2 separate regions of the Mus musculus genome follow, and region 2 is linked to region 1. The links are chromatin contacts, called in public HiChIP or PLAC-seq maps. All regions are on one chromosome and are shown on one strand. The core of a region is the stretch at or near the end of the contact, and the rest is flanking DNA. Distances in the headings are between cores, read along the strand shown.

Region 1 (2,700 bases), core at 14-2,513:
GTCGGAATACAAATTGTTAGTAAAAAATAGCTACGCTCACCTTTTCTCCCAAGTTCGTCGTCTCCTAAAGTTCTCCCTAGTGCATATCAGGAAGGAGAGGAGAAACTCCCCTAGTCCTGTGATTGCCATCAACTAGAGCACCTCCTCACTGTGTAACTCTGGGATAATCAACTGTCATCCCACAGTCCAGACGCCAAAGCTGCTGGGCAGCTCAAAATGATCATGTCAATCACCCAAGCTCCTCTGAGCTATAAACAGACATTTCTAAGAGGCAATGGTTTCACCATTTAGTAATAATCAAAATAAAAGGCTGCTTCCAACAAAAATAAGCCAGGACTCACTGCAGACGATCGACTTACAAACAGCAGAGGTGGGACATTGTAACAGCTCATTCTCCATAATCCACCGCATTCTGTCACACGGGCCAAGGCTGAAGGCCGTGGTGCTGTGTCACAATGGGATGCTTGCAACATACCAGACCCTGAGTCGTTCTTCAACTTTACAGCGGTGTAGATTTTAAGACTGGATCACCGTGGAAAAAGGAAAGCATGTACATGCACATGCATGTGCATACATATACACTCAGACACATACACACACACACACACACACCAACACATCCAAGCTGTCCAGGTTTTAATCCTTGGAACCTGCAGCTATGCTACTTTCCATGGAGAAGGCAACCTTGCAGATGTGGTGAAGATGAAGGCGTATGATAGGAGATGAGGCTGCGGAATCTAGGTGGACCCAATACAATTCTATTAGCTCTGAGAAACAGAGGTTGCCCAGCCTGTCAGAGGGAGCCATGACAGAGGGTTAAAGAGATGCAGTTGCTGGCGTTGAAGACGGAGCTATGAGTCAAGGAAATGGGGATCTTCTAGAAGCCGCACAAGGCAATGGGACAGATTCTGCCCTTGGACCTCCAGAAAGGAAAGCAGCCAGCTGACACCTTGATCTGAGCCCCTGGAGACCCAAACTGAACTTCTGCCCTTCAAACTGTAGCGATGTGAGTAATGCACTATATGTGTGCTAATTTATTGTGGGAGCACTAAGACGATCATTTCTGAGGGTCCCCGTGGAGCCATTAGGTGTGGAGATACTTCCTATTTTAGACATTCAGGAAAACCATCCTCTAAATAAGAATCACTCAACTGTGGGAGGACAGTTTGGTGGTGGTAGATAAAAAACAAAGGGAGAGTCATCAGAAAGTATTATGCCAAAAATAACAAGCCCAATTCTAAGCAAGCCACTAAATCCTACCAATTTACAGAAAATATCTAGGTCACAGAATATGCTGAACAACATATGGGAAATGCACTGCAAGAACTAGCTAAGGGGAAACTACAGAGTAAACAATCCTGTTTAACAAAGAAAGTGCACAGGAAAATAAAATAGTTTGAAATAAGATCATTAATACTGTTAAAACACTTCAGAGATATACCTATTAGTGACAATGGATGGCCTACATTCATACCCTGAACCAAGGAGTCTAGAGGAAATACTACAGAGAGATAGGAAACTGTCTGGCTGTTTGATTGGACTGAGGAATTATTTCTCATTTGGCAGGCGTGGTAATTGCATTGTAGTCTTTAAAAACCAGTCCTGAGCACAGAGAGATGGCTCAGAGGTTAAGAGCGCAGGCTGCTCTTACAGAGGACTGGAATTCAGTTCCCAGCACCCACACTGGGCAGCTTATATTCACTTATAGCTCCAGCAGATCTGCCACTCTCTTCTAGACTCCATGGGTATCTAGATTATCATGTGCACATAGACACACACACAGAGATGTATACATAATTTAAAAAAATAAACATTTCTTTTTAAATGTCCTTATATTTTATAAACATATTTTATAGTATTTAGATAGAATATTCTCAAGTATTCACCATTAAAATGACATAATGTCTGGAGTTCACTATAAAAATAATCCCAGGGCATATGCATAAGGATCAGAGTTCAGTCCCGAGAGCCCACAGTGAAAGCTAGGTGTTATGGCATGTGCTTATTATCCACGTACTGGGGTAGCAGAGACAGGAGTCCTCTGGGTCTTGCTGACTAGCCGGCCTAGCTACCTGGCAGGCATCAGGTCCCAGTAGGAGCAAAAAGGTAGGCAGTTTCTGAAAAATGATACCCAAAGTGACCTTTAACCTTCACATGTGTGAAAAACATGGGAATGTGTGCCATATGTATATATACATATACACAATCCTAGAGGTGGGTATCTGGATACACACAGATAAAACCAAACTAGGTATGGGGAGATAATTACTGAAGCAGGATAAGGAAAGGAATACAAGTTACTCTAATACATTTGAAATTTCCCATAGCAAAAGATCATCACCATGTTAACAACAAAAAGGAAGAGGCTAGAAATGGGAATCAGCTGTAGAACGCTTGCCCAGCGTGCACAGGACCCTGAGGTCAGATTCCAGCAGAGGGACCAGGAAGTCTGTAGCAAATGCGCAAAGCTAGAAAGAACAGCTACAAAATAATGGAGACCAAGCTATGCTGACTTAGGAACTCCACCAACAGACTCCTAAGACAGCAGGAGGTGGGGAGGGGGTGATGGGAGCTGGGGAGGAGGCACACTTCACATCCTATAGTCTGACTTGGGTACAGTAGCCTGTACTGACCACTGTTTCCTTCCTCTGCTCTATCCTGATCCTCAGGAGGCAAACTTCCTGTCATCACCACAATTAC
Region 2 (2,748 bases), core at 215-2,714, 500 kb before region 1:
CATCTCTTGCAAATCCATGGACGCTTTTGTGAGTCTTTCTGATAGGGATGATGGGCAGGCGCCGGGAAACAGCAGGCCCGGGATTCAGCATGGCTTCTCTGCTTTTTCCCCACCACCTTTCCTGTCTTCACTGGCTTCCATTCCTTGTCTGACCGTGGAGACCCCAGTTATCTAACTGAGCTGACCTGGGTTGTCCAAAAGGAGACGGAGTGAAAGGTAATATTCTCCTTTCAAGGAGGTGAGACTTCTTAAGACCAGGAGGAAAAAAGTGTTACAGAGTCTCAGGGAAAAGGCACCGGAGCACCAAGCACTGTGTCTTTGGATGCCACATAGAAACCTTCTGAACCAACTTTTCCCAGAGCACAGGAAGTCTTCATCTCCCTTTAGGCCATACAACATGGTTGGCCACTTCAGGAGGCCCCAGCCAAATAGAAGGCCCATCACTGACTCTCCCCAGTGCCCAGGCCTTGCAAGCCCAGCTCCACAGGGGAAGGACACACTCTTGATCTTGGTGATGCTGGATATTACAAGTATACCTTATATTATTATTATTATTATTATTATTATTATTATTATTTTGGATTTTTCAAGACAGAGTTTCTCTGTGTAGCTTTTATTGTCTTAGAAGTCACTCTGTAGACTAGGCTAGCCTCAAACTCACAGAGATCTGCCTCCCAAGTGCTGGAATTAAAGGTGTACACCATCACCACCTGGTAAAATTAGGTATTATTAATATTTCAACACAATGCTAACTGTTCATCAAATCAAGGTAGACAGGAAGACTACATTTCCCAGACTCCCTTGTGGTTAGAGAAGAGCAGCGCAACAAATTCTGACCAATGGAATGTGATAGAAGTGAAGCCTGTCATTTGCAGGACTGACCCTAGAATTTCACACCTTGTACCCATACCGTTCCCACTGAGCCCTGGAAGATGGTGCCACAAGATTGTATCCTCAGATACCAGAAGACTGCTTAGAGCCTAGACTGGACTGTGATTCCATGTAAAGTGAGCATTGCTGAGCTATTCTGAGATGTGGGGTCATTTGTTACATCAGCTAGCATTCCTTGACTGACTTATAGATGTACAAAATATTTCTTCACTGAGCAGCCAGGCCTTCTGGACACGCCCTCCCCCAACCCTACACACTGACCTGAGCTCTCCATGGAGTCTGTCCTGTATGGGGGAGGATGTGGTCGTCTCAAGCAGCAGAGCAGAACGTAGAATGGTGGTTTCTACACAGAGATTTCTGTAAAATAAGAGGCAGCCTGTTAGTGTGCATAGGAAATGCAGGTGTAACATCCAGGATCCCTGCCTGCCAGCCGCAGCTGCAAACTCCAAGCGGGAGACACGGGGCAGCTACCTAAGCATTCTAAACAGTTCATAGTATCAGGAAGAGGGCAGAAGGGAAACAGAACTCAAGGAAGAATGATCTAGTAATGAGACTTCTGCTTTCCCCCTTCTTCCATAACCAGCCTGGCATGACGCCAGTCCAGCAGTCTAAGAAAAGAGTTAAAGGTTGGGGGTGGGGTGAGGGTGGGGCACCTGAGAGATGACTCGGGAGTTAAAAGTCTGTACTGCTTCCTCACAGGACCAGAGTTCAGTTCTGGCATCCATAGTGGACAACTCACAACCACCTGTAACAAGTCAGGCTCCAGGGAATCCAATGGGCTTGCTCCATGGGTGTCTGCACTCTCATACATGCACACAATCCCCCCCTCACCCTCAGTTTAAAAAGAAAAAGCCCCTGTTTGTTGTCTGAGCTGCAGAAAAGACCTCTTTAAACTTGGGAGATGGGGAACTCCTTCTCACGCTTTCATTTTCTGCTATAGCCCCAGGGACTCATGCAATGCTTAGAGCAGTGGTGCTGGACGTGGTGGCTTAAAGATGCCAAGGAGTCAAAAAAAGGGAAGCGCATCTCTCCAAGCCCAGAGTTCATGATCCTGAGAGCTGAAGAGGAATCTGCTACCATTCCTGTCTGTCAGAGGAACAACCAACAAAAAAGAACAAACTACAGGAGTATTAATAAAAATGTCAGATCTCGAGATACAACAATAACTACATTAAATGTAAATGGCCTAAATTCACCAAGAGAAGGTTGCCAGAATGGGTAGCCTGAAGAAAAGGTTTGGGGTTGCTTATTTGTTTTCAGATGGGATCTCACTGAGTAGCTCTGACTGACCCCAAGTTAATTATGTATTCTAGGCTGACATCAAACTTGCAGCAATCCTCCTGCCTCTGCTTACCAAGTGCAGTGATTAGTAGAGTGCACCACCAAGCCTGACTTGCATGACATAAAGGTAAGCAGAGTTAATTCTATGCTGTCTACAATAAAGTTTAAACAATAGTTTAAATAAGCTAGTTACAAACAAAAAGATATACCATGAAAATACGAAGAAAATTAAAGTTAAGGAGTCTAGGTGGCTATATGAATGTAAAACAAAGTACATATCAGAAGAAGAAATTTACTGGGAATAAAGAGGGACATTATAAAATGATAAAGACTCAATTCATGAGGAACATGCATATAGTTGTGTGTGTGTGTGTGTGTGTACCTGTGTGGCTTCAAAATTCATGAAAGAATACCTAGTAAAATTAAAGCATAAGTTGAAAAATCTACTATTATAGTTGGAAATGTCAGCTTGTCTCTCTCAGTAACTGATAGTCAAGAAAAAAAAATCAACAGAAATGTAGAGATATTGGAGCGGAGAGATGGCTCAGTGGTTAAGAACACTGACTGCTCTTGCAG

What was found. HiChIP or PLAC-seq counts read pairs in DNA pulled down with a chosen protein or histone mark.
Region 2: an H3K27ac HiChIP or PLAC-seq map of large pre-B cells shows a contact between it and region 1, with 2.7 times the contacts expected there. The contact joins two enhancer-like sites.

Annotation. Positions count from the first base shown.
Region 1 is chr11:68,016,119-68,018,818 of GRCm38.p6, reverse strand. All of the region lies in intron 5 of Stx8 (syntaxin 8), which reads right to left. Among named protein-coding and RNA genes, the nearest start is that of Stx8, 51 kb to the right of the region's middle. Within about 2 kb of position 1,263, at least 13 of the 459 cell types and tissues checked have an H3K27ac peak or open chromatin away from gene starts, as enhancers often do.
Region 2 is chr11:68,518,692-68,521,439 of GRCm38.p6, reverse strand. Pik3r6 (phosphoinositide-3-kinase regulatory subunit 5) reads right to left here. Exons shown (of 20, transcript NM_001081566.2): 2 at 1,153-1,248. The coding sequence starts at 1,165. Among named protein-coding and RNA genes, the nearest start is that of Pik3r6, 17 kb to the right of the region's middle. Within about 2 kb of position 1,464, at least 40 of the 459 cell types and tissues checked have an H3K27ac peak or open chromatin away from gene starts, as enhancers often do.